Regions from separate parts of the Danio rerio genome. Here region 1 is linked to region 2. The links are chromatin contacts, called in public HiCAR-type maps. All regions are on one chromosome and are shown on one strand. Each heading gives the region's core, a stretch centred on a gene start, on an enhancer-like site or on the middle of the called end of the contact. The rest is flanking DNA. Distances are from core to core; before and after follow the strand shown.

What was found. HiCAR-type assays count read pairs that join an accessible place to other places.
Region 1: a HiCAR-type map of caudal fin shows a contact between it and region 2, with 4 times the contacts expected there. The contact joins the promoter of cryzl1 here to the promoter of pknox1.2 in region 2. A contact is called at or near these places in 1 of 18 Hi-C or Micro-C datasets (embryo) and 2 of 4 datasets of contacts at active chromatin or transcription factors (caudal fin and embryo).

The regions. Positions count from the first base shown.
Region 1 is chr1:50,394,496-50,400,365 of GRCz12tu, reverse strand. It overlaps cryzl1 (crystallin, zeta (quinone reductase)-like 1), which reads right to left and starts at 1,643. Exons shown (of 12, transcript NM_001002633.1): 1 at 1,278-1,643; 2 at 288-365. The coding sequence starts at 1,340. It also overlaps a transcript of itsn1 not described here.
Region 2 is chr1:50,288,572-50,294,338 of GRCz12tu, reverse strand. pknox1.2 (pbx/knotted 1 homeobox 1.2) reads left to right here and starts at 3,006. Exons shown (of 11, transcript XM_702776.8): 1 at 3,006-3,067. si:dkey-22n8.3 reads left to right here. Exons shown (of 6, transcript XR_012408083.1): 3 at 1-54; 4 at 169-293; 5 at 1,214-1,300; 6 at 2,900-2,984. LOC141386345 (a long non-coding RNA gene) reads right to left here and starts at 3,542. Exons shown (of 3, transcript XR_012408173.1): 1 at 2,890-3,542; 2 at 1,255-1,338; 3 at 1-338.

The sequences.
Region 1 (5,870 bases), core at 394-2,893, 110 kb before region 2:
AACTTGGTCCAGGAGGGCCGGTGTCCTGCATATTTCAGTTCCAACCCCAATTAAACACACCTGAACACTCCAATCAAGCTGTTTAGGTACACTAGAAAGTTCCAGTCAGGTGTGTTGCAGGGAGCCACTCCAGGACCGAGTTTGGACACCCCTGCCCTAACCCAACCCAAGGGGTAAGGTTAGGTTTGGGCAAAAGTAAATACAATTTGCATCATACATGTATAAAAACCAATGGAATGTCCCCACAATTCAGAAAAACAAAGATGTGTGTGTGTATGTGTGCATACCTTAAAATCAACTGGACTTAGTGCACAGCTCTTTACTTGAACTTTGACCTGATGGTTGCCAATGTTAGTGGGTAAACTCTGTCAGAAAAAAACAGAAAGGGCATCAAACGATTAGACTGATTGTACATGATGAAGAAAGTATATTAAATACAAGCAAATATTTTTTAAATAACTTTTGCTAAAATAAATAAACTAGCAAAATAATGTTCCGTCATCATTTCACATAACAGATTTGACAAGAATGGCTGAGTTTTGAGGTAATTAAACTATTGTTACTCTAAATGGCTATTCAGAATCAGAAGATCATAATCAGATAAGAATCAATCAGATTAGCTGGGGACTTTAGAAAATAAAAGTAAATAATATAATAATAGAAGCTTTCAAATAAATTAAACAGAATACAGGCATGCATGGGGAGCAGAGAGAGGGGAAGGATCGGCATAGCACCGCGAGGCGGGAATCGAACTCAGGTCGCCGTGCTAACCACTACACCACTGGCGCCAACTTTATTTATATTTTTATAATGTATATTTTAGGGTGAAGCAGTGGCGCAGTAGGTAGTGCTGTTGCCTCACTGCAAGAAGGTCGCTGGTTCGATCCTCGGCTCAGTTGGCGTTTCTGTGTGGAGTTTGCATGTTCTCCTTGCGTTCGCGTGGGTTTCCTCCGAGTGCTCCGGTTTCCCCCACAGTCCAAAGACATGCGGTACAGGTTAATTGGGTAGACTAAATTGTCCGTAGTGTATGAGTGTGCGTGAATGAGTGTTTGTGGATGTTTCCCAGAGATGGGTTGCGGCTGGAAGGGCATCCGCTGCTTAAAAACGTGCTGGATAAATTGGCGGTTCATTCTGCTGTGGCGACCCCAGAATAATAAAGGGACTAAGCCGACAAGAAAATGAATGAATGAATAATGTATATTTTTTCTCTTTGACCCATACACAGATTTTAAAAATGACATAAAAATAAATCCAACAGATACTGTGAAAGCTCTCACCGTCTCCTGTAAGACAAACTTGACATCTTCTTGGTCTCCTGGTTTGCAGTAAAGTCCCTTCATGGCAATTCTAGCTGTATTTAAATCGACTAATGCCCACTTAACAGGTAATACAAGTAATAGCAACAACCTGAATTCCGTAATACTTTATATTGAAATAATACTTGAATGTCATTTAATGCATGCTTTAAATCTTTTCTGCTAACTCAAAAACTCAAGGTCCAAATCAACCGGAATACGTCATCCTTGTAAAGCATCTAAGCTATTGTTTTCCCTTCTATAACTGGCGTGTCTCTGTTAAAAACGCCAAGATCGGTGATAAAATATCTGCATCTGTTATGATGTATGATATATATTTGCCTGTAGCTGACTGACTGCGGTAGTGTTTTGTTCATTTCCTGCACGTGACTCGAAATGAGTGACGTAGGGTGAGTCGAAATGGAAACGGGTAGAGAGGACAACGACAAACGCCGCGATGTGTGGGAGATTATGTTAGATAACCGCTTGGATATTCATCCATTCATTATTTGGCTTAGTCCCTTTATTAATCTGTTGTCGCGACAGCGGAATGAACCGCCAACCTATCCAGCATATGTTTTATGCAGCAAGAAAATCACTGAGAAACACTTGGATATTTCCACCAAATAATGTCAAGTCAATAAACCCTAATAACATATCAATAAATTGCGACGTTTCATACGTGACACTTAATAAAAAAATGACAATGACGTCATGGGAAATTCACAAGGCACAATATTAACGTTTTTTTTTTAAATATGTAAATATAAATTATTTATTTTAAAATAATTAACACGCACACCTGGGGGAAACATTTGTAATAATTATTTTTGTAGTATAATTTCTATGCAAGAAAAAAAAATTCACAGAATAACTTATGTAATAATCATTTATTATTTTATCTTAGGCTTAGCTAGTCCCTTATTAATCAGGGGTCGCCATAGCGGAATGAACCGCCAGCTATTCTGGCATATGAATTTTATGCAGCAGATGCCCTTCTAGCCGCAACCCATTACTGGGATTAGTTGGTGGTTCATTCTGCTGTGGCGACCTCTGAATAATAAAGGAACTAAGCCAAAAAGAAAATTAATGAATTATAGGACTTTGTGACCTGGACGCCCTTCAAAATTGTTTTACAATTTACACATTAGATTGTTGAAATTAATAAAAAAAAACTTAACATCATTAGAAATTTAGAAGCTCCAGTAATTTTAATATTCCTGTGTTTTGCTTTTACTTCAGTTTTTAAATAAATGACAAATTAAAATAAAATAAAACTTAAATCTTGATGTAAGCCATTTTATCTTATAGTGAACCTGATTTTTTCTTACTTTAGAAAATCATCTGGAAATTTACTGAGGCCTTTAGTGGGCCCCAAACACAAAAGAAGATATTCTGAAGAAAGCTGGAAACTGGTAACCGTTGACTTCCATAGTACTTGTTTGTTTTTTTATACTATGGAACTCAATGGTTACCGAATTTCAGCATTCTTCAAAATATCTTGTTTTAAGTTCAGCAAAAAATAAAATAAAATAATAATAATAAAATAAATAAAAAGGGTTTAGAACCAAGTGAAGGCAAGAAAATAATGAGTAAATGTTTATTTTTGGCCAAACTATCCCTTTAAGATTCTACTGTATGCAGTAAACAGAAGCGCTATCGGGTTATTATGCATTTTGACAACCTTTCTAAGGATATCTTTTAAATTTGTTTTTGTTCTTTTTTTTCTCTTTTTGTTTATTGCTAATGCCACATTTATTTATTTATTTATTTATCTTGTTTTCACGTTTTAGGTATTATTATTTTTGTATTAATTACATTTTTATTAATTATTATTATTATCTTGTAAAAGATATAAAAGTGCTATTATTTGCATTATTTTTTATTAATTATTATATTTTTATGAATTATTATTATTATTTTCTTGTAAGAGATATATAAGTGCTATGGGTTAATTTGGGCCGCAGAGCGCCCTCTATGTGCAGTAAACAGGCAGACTCGGACGCCCCAATGACGTCCGCACGTTTCATTTTCCCCCTTTTACTTCACTACTAGCGAAGCTGCACAGAGGAAACGAGGAGCCACACAAGCAGCAGCCAAATAACGCCTGGAATTTACCTCGAGCGTCAAAAAAGGACAGAAGAGCCTCCGCCTGTCACCTCATGCCCCTTTAGTTGATTCCCTCGCAGAGTGCTGGAGTCATAATGGAAACTGAATGATGAGGTAAGAAGACTGTTTTTGAGCTCAGGCCGATTGTCCTTTTTATGACAGTGACTGCGGGAGGAGGAGGAGGAGGAATCTGTAGGATTTCAGGGCGCGCTTCGTCTCCATACACTAGCATATGCTCTGCAACGGTCACTCCAACGGTCATTTCCATTCAGAAACCGCATCAATAAGTACAATAGTCATTTATTCATAAAAACAGGCCTCTGTAAGCTCCCCTTCTCCACGCCGAGATTGCAGCTAACGTTAAACCTCTGCTCTGATTTACTGGTTTAGTTAGCAGTCTTGCTAACGGCTGCTGGTATGTTTTTATCAGTGACAGCAGCTCAAAAACTGCACCTCTGTGGTAAAACACATGGATATAGTGGATTATTAGGACCTCGAGAGGGCTGAGGACATGTGTGTTACATGTAGGATGTAGAAAGAGTGAGTTTGGTCAGTGAAGACCACCAGCTCATCTTCTCACATGGCTGCAGGTCTCATCTGTAGCACTTGCATATGGAGATGCTCAAGTGTGCATGATGATGACGACTCCATCTTTTCTCCAGTGCACATGTGTGTTTGTGTGTATGCATACTAGCCAGGAGAAACATGGGTTATTATCCTGTGATTATGTCTGGTGATTAAGGCTCAGATCCTGTAGTGCAGTCTGGCAGTGGATTTGGGTGCTTTGTCTTTAAGCCACAGTCCTGTATAGTATGTAAACACTGTCAGATTGGAGGGTGGTTTACGAGATCTTATGAGCTGTGCAGCTGGAGACTTTCCCTCAGGTCAGGCTGGTCTTAAACCTGTTCAGCTCCTGGTTTATACACGCGTTCCTTGATCACAGGACTTAAGCGGTAGACTTGAAATGTGACCTCACAAACTGATCTAAGGTTAGATTTTTGGTTGCTAGGATGTACCCGGGTATTCAAATATGACAGGCCCAAGTGCTGTAGAAGTGCAACCAACGTTGATCAAAATTTTAAGCACTATTGAAGAATGTTTTGTGTTTGTAATTGTGTTTAAAGTTTTTATAATATTCAAATGTAAATCTAACATTGTTAATATTAAAATGAAATATGTCTAAACATTACCCAGACTGTCATAGTCACTCTAATGTAAATGAGAAAGCATATCTGCATATTATTATCAGGCTTTTATTGAGGCATGCCAATTTATATTTGTAGATGTATGAATTCATTTACAAATATCAATTGACAGGCCTCCAAAAAGGAAACTTATTTATTAGAGTCTTCAAACAACCAATGAAATAAATAACATTTGGCAGAATAATGGAATTTTATTAGAGGGCCTGAAATTTTTTCTATGCAACCGCAAAATATATTTGGGAGCATTTGTGCGAGTGCATAAAATTGTTATCGTGCTACCAGTTTTCACAGCAAAAAAACACCAAACGCAGCGCTCGGGAATGGTTTAAAATAGTTGACATGTCAACTTGCTGCAGGAAACAAAGCCCCCATTGCTTGTCCCACCTTCAAGCTCTTCTTATTGGCCCACTGCGTTAGAACATAAGGCGATTAGATTGGTTAACATCAGCTCTTAATTACTCAGTTTCGATGACATCGAGATCCAGCCGCGAAAATGTAAAGGTCTGGATACGAGAGAATGAAAACAACACTGACAGATGTGGTTTTAGAAACCACCTAAAGTTACAAATAATGGCACATCTGATTAGTGATCATGTAATGAATGTCAATCCAGCATTTACACTTTTCGACGAGTGGATAAAAGACTTCCAGTGGTTAAAGTCCGCTATGAAAATGACTAAAGCATTCACTGTAGAGCCGGTGGGACTGAGTTTTCAGGGAACAGTCATAATTTGACTCACAATTTTTGGTGGGTGCAACTAAATTTTGTCTGATGGGCCTACATTTTTGAAGTTAGGAGTACCGGTGCTACCAAGGAAAAAGGTTAATTTCGAGCCCTGTATTGGTTGATTTGCTTTTTGAAGTTATTTAAGTAGGGGTTTAAAAGGCAGAAAGTAACTATGTGTCTGTAATGTGGAAATGTCAGTTTGAGGATTTTGGAAATATAAATTGCATTTTTATAAAATCTATTTTCACTGAATCAAATCTAGAATAAGATTAAGAATGGAATGAGATCAAAATAGGAGATTGGGAATCAGAATTGAATCAAATTGGTACATTTAAATTGATACCAAGCTCTACTTTAAATATAGAACACACAACTACTCCACTTTCCTGCAAACAGTGCAAATTACAAAAACTTATGATGATGATGATGATAATCAAAATCAAGTCTTGATTTGACCATAAACAAACATCACACATTTCAGGGTAAGACATGTCAGACGAGAGGTAGCGTTGAAGAGTAAATAAGATACATTTT
Region 2 (5,767 bases), core at 1,757-4,256:
TCCAATACAGAGACTCTTTCTCCACAAGATACGGGAATACTCCACAAAGAGCCAGTATGAAAAACATTGCATAAATCAGATGACATTAAAACATTCCAAGCATTCCAGTAGATCAAACTTCTCACATATTTTAAACAGCACATTTGACCCTGTTTATGGTGTCCATAGAGCCTCTGCTGGCCCTGTAGATGCTGGAGCAGACTATGAGAAAGCGTTCAGCGAAGAACTAAGCAAACTCCAGAGACTCTACGGTGGTGGAGACTTAACAAACTTCCCAGGATTTAAGTTCTCTGGTGGGTACTTCATTTGGATTTATTTGAAGGCTTTTCAAACTTGGGCTGTAAACAAAGGAGTGCCAGGGGTCCTTAGAAACTTAAAAGGCATATACAACAAAATTTGAAATATATATAAAGAGATATGTAGTTATTAAAAATAAAAAAATAAGAATAAAATTAGGAATTTATTTAGGTAAATATACACATTAGTATTAAATAAGTAAATCTAAATAAAACAAAACGTAAATAAATTAAAAGAATTATAGAATTTGTTAAAAAATACCTAAAAAGTTACATAAAGCAATATAAATATATATTTAATCTGTATTTAAAAAGTAATTAATTTGTAAAAAAAAAGTGCATTTATTAATAAATACAATACTATAAAGAGCAACATACATAACTACATATTCCCTCCAAAAACATTTTAGATTCATTTAAAACAAAACATAAACATAAAATAATAAATTCAACTTTTCACATAAAAAAATGACTATAAAACGCAGTTTATCATAACTATACATTTATAATAAAACATACAGACAAATTCAAATGTTTAAATAAATATAGTAATATAATGAGTATAAAACGTTGTTCCATACATACAATCAGGGTGTGAATTGCAGGGGGATTTATTGGGAAATTGACCCCCCCCCCCCCTTTAATTCAATTCAACTCAATTCATATTTATTTGTATAGTGCTTTTACAGATTGTGCCAATGCAGCATCACATAGAAGATTAGAGTAAATTTAAACAGTTCAGTTTCCAGTGTTGATTTAATTTGATTCACTGTAGCATGTATTACACAAAGTAATATAAAAGTTAACCTCCCCTCATCAATAATGTATATTTCACATCCTGTATACAATGAATATTAAACTTATATACTAAACTATAAACTAAAATTGAACTAACTTTTCGATTTTTATTTTTCCAGAGCCTGTACTGGATGAAAGCGACTCAAAATGAAAAGCTCACCCCGGCATTGTCAGGAGTATATCATTGATGAGGGCTCCTTTTAAATGTCATTACTTTATAAAAGTCTTCCATGCACTTACAGAACTGCAAAACAAAACAAAAGGGAAACCAAAAATAAATATTGAACTTTAACATTATCAAAATGTTCTTTTATATATATATAATGTGCAATACATACAGTGCTTAGTGTTAATGAGCACACCCCATTTTGAAAATGAATATTTTGATCTATTTCTCAGTGAACATGGGTTATAAATATTAGTGCATTTGAACAAAACAGATTTATTATATTTATTGAAATACTATTTTAGTCACAGGACATCTTTAGAAATGGAAAGATAATACATTTAAATTCATGCAAATAAAATTACAAACTAGAAAAATTTCAACGAAATTGTTTATATTTATTTTTTGTTTCTCATGATTTGCTATTTTCGAAAATGTTATTTAGTATTTTTTTATGGTGTTAGTCTAGGGCCACATATACTTGCAAAATAAAAGAAAGTTTTGCAAACAAAAAATAAAGTATTGAGCAAAAAAATAAATAAATGCAAATCTTCAAAAATCGCAAAGCGAAATTTAATTTTTGAGAAATAAAAATGAAATTTGCAAAAAAACAACAACAGTAAAACTGCAGTGCAAAAAAAAAAAAACTAAAATATTTACTATAAAAAACTGTAAATATTTGCAAAACATTTTTATTGCATCGCCTTTACAAAACCCGTTCAGTCAATTGCAATGCTCATTTTGATTTGTTTTTTAGTCAACCGTGAGTTTGCAATGTTGTTTTCACTTTGTACTGTACATTTCTGCATGATTCGCTTTGCGGCCCTGGTTTGACAAGGGGGCTATCATCTATCAGTTAGATATACCTGAACTTCTCTCCTGTGCCTCTGCTCTGCTTGAGCTTCTTCTTTCAAAGTTTTATGACGGTTGGCAAGCAAATGATGCAAAGCTTAAATGGAGGCAGGTACCGGTCTGCCGTAAACGCCCAAGTTCCTTTGATTCCGCCCCCTTGTCAAATTAGGGCTACAAAGTGAAAAGAGCAGAAATGTGTAGTGCAAAGTGAAAACAGTATCGCTCACGGTTGACTAAAAAGCAAATGAGCATTGCAATTGTGTAAATAAAGGTCATGCTATAAAATATGCTTTGCAAAAAGATCTATATTTGTATATTTTTAATTGCAAATATTTTATTTTTTTTATTTTTTGCAATGCTTGATTTTTTTTCAGTTTATCTAGATTATTTTATTTCTCAAAACTAAAATTTCCCTTTGCAGTTCTTTATTTTTGTTAGCAAAATGTATTTCTCAATTTTTTTTGAGATTTGCATTTAATTATTTTTTGCTCAATACTTTATTTTTTGTTTGCAAATATCTTTTTATTTTATTTTGCAAGTATATGTGGCCCTAATTTGACTCCATATTTTCCCTAACACATAAATTTGGCTTACTAATTTTTGAACCATTATTGTAAGTTATTTTGTTAGATTAGCTCCAGATTTGGCTTCAATACTGACCAAACTAATGTATATGCACAGATATAACACCATAAAGCAGAACAATATTGATTTAAATGAGAGATTTGTGAGGGGTGTACTCAAATATGTGAGCACTGTACTTCATAACTCCGTTACCCCCGCACAGAAGTCTCCAGGGGGCGAGCACTTTTCCCCTGCACCGCCGTGTCTCCTCCCACCTCATCAATATTCATGAGCAAAGTTGCCTGCGTGCCGTTACGCTGTGACGACATGGAAGAACTGCGGGTCCCGATTGCTGCAGCCGCTTGTCATTGTGACGAAGATTGGCACTAAGGTAAGCTGTCACTCAAAATCTTCTTTTCCGACTCCCTATCAATCAGGCGATCTGGGCCGCGCGCTAAAAATGCACTCGGCGCATAAGATCGAGCTTCCGTGGGAGGCGCGCGGTCTGGAGGCTTTTGGGCTCAAATCTGATGTTTGGACGGCGGTTTCGGGGGAAATTTTCTGGCTCGACGTACACACACAGTCAAGGCCCAGCTCTTTTTTTAATGATCTTTTGTAGAAGTGCGAATGGCGGCGGCTCTAGTGGGGAGGGATAGCCCGATGTCCCTTAGATTGATTGATAGGCGATTATGGGCAGCCTTTTATTATATTTAAAGAGACAGACGCGATATTTGAAGACGTTATAAGTCGGAAAAAACTCTTGAAGGCTGAGTTTTAGTTTTTTTTCGTCATGACGCATAATTGTAACCGTTTACTAATTGCGTCAGAGGTTTTCGCGGGCGTTCGGCTCTTCGAATGAAAACACTGACTATGGATATGAACATGTAGCGATTGTTGAGCGGACAAACATGGCGCCTACAGTAATAGAGAGAATGAGATACAGTCATCTGGAGCTGCTGGAGAAATAGACATGACGAAGATGTGACGAGAAATTGAGATGATTAATGAGTGAACGCTTCTGTTTTTAAATGGAGAGCCTTTTTAGGTGTTCGAAGACATAATCACTCGCTTGCTGAAGGCGCGTTGCAGTGCAGATCCCTCACGGCTATATTTAATGATGCTGCTATTTATATCGCCGGTTCGTATTCATCTGAAAGCACTGCAGATGTTGCTGTGGTTATGGATGTAAAACATTGTTTTGTTTTGGTATGTCGAAGAAAGCTAATGGAAGGCAACGTTATCTGTACACATCACTTCAGTAAAGCACAAAGTTTTGATTGACAGCACATGTAGTTGTGTACAATTGAGCTAATAAAGTGCACAAGTTGCTAGAATTCATGTAATTTTGATTTCTCTACTATCAGTTTTAATAATACCATATGAAATGTGCCAAAACGCTGAAATGTATGTAATTTTGCTCTTTTTCAGTTGTAATAATACAATATGAAATCAGCGTAAATGTTGTTATGAACTGTTTACCATCATATAAAGTGAGAAACATTTGCTGAAATGTATTTTTTACAACTACTATTTCTATTTATATGTATATTTAATAGGAGTGTGTAAAAAAAGTTCAAAGTTCATTTTCAAACGTTGCAATTATATTAAATAGTAAAATATCAAAAATGGTATTTATGTTGTTAACTGCACTATTTGCTGTCAAATGTAATCATTATGTTTAAGCAAATGATTTGTTTACTATAATAGTTTGGTGCTGAAATTTAGTTTGTTTTTACACTCTATTCGCAATAGAAAGTAAAAATGAGCCGACAAATATTGAAATTAAAGTTACTTTGCACACTATCTACTGTCAAGTATATTCGTTGAATTTAAAATTTAATGGCAAACTAAGTGTGCAACAGTTGATAAAATCAGTTATTTTGAGTCCTGTTTACTACCAAATTCAGTAAATGAATTGTGCAAAAATGCTGAAATTAAAATGATTTTGTGCACTATTTGCTATCGTTTTTAGTAATAGTAAATTGAATCTGCAGAAAATTTTGTTTTTTTTGCGCGATGCTTACTTTCAAATAAGCAAAGTTGTGTGTACAATAGCATGGCAATAGCAAATTAAGTGTCCAAAAATGGCTCAAACTACGGTATTTTTAAGTTGTTGTCAATTGTAATATTTATATGTAAATACATATTATAACATATAATATTTATATTTTTTAATGGCATTCTAAATTATATTTTAATTTGCGATCATATGTAACAATAGCAAATCAACTGTGCAAAAATAAGAGACTGACATTTGAGCTGTTTCGTGTGTTCTTTGTTTAATAATTATATTTAAAAACAGCAAATGGATTGTGCAGTAAAATAAATTTATTTTACACACTTTAACTATAATATTTTATTATGTCAATTGAAATGTGCAGAAATGTAATGAAATGAAAGTTACTTTGCACACAGTTTTGTCAAATAAAATAGCTACATGTAAAATATAATGATTATAATAAAGTGAAGTGCTTCACAATTAATAATCAAAGTTATTTTAAGTCCTATTTGCTGGCATCTAGCTCTTTGCAACTCACATGATTAGTAGTGACGCCAACAGGGGGCACCCAACCTATGGTCTGTGGGGGTGCTAACGCCCCGGTATAGTAAAGGTGACTCTATACTGTTCAGTGAGCACCGTCTTTCGGATGAGACATTAAACCGAGGTCCTGACTCTCTGTGATCATTAAAAATCCCAGGATGTCCTTCGAAAAAGAGTAGAGGTTTAACCCCGGCATCCTGGCCAAATTTGCCCACTGGCTTCTGTCTATCGTGGCCTCCTAACCATTCCCATATCATAATTGGCTTCATCACTCTGCCTCCTCCACCAATCAGCTGGTGTGCGGTCTGGCGCAATATGGCTGTCGTTGTGTCATACAGGTGGATGCTGCACATTGCTGGTGGATGAGGAGATTCCCCCAATGTGTAAAGCGCTTTGCTGTATAAATGTAAGGAGTAATTATTACTGTCATTTTAATAATAGCTAGCTAATTAATTGTGCAGAAATGCTAAAATTAATATAATTATCTTTTTAAAATCTCTGTTTGCTATCAGTATAATAGCAAATAGTAGTTATGCACTTTAAAATCTA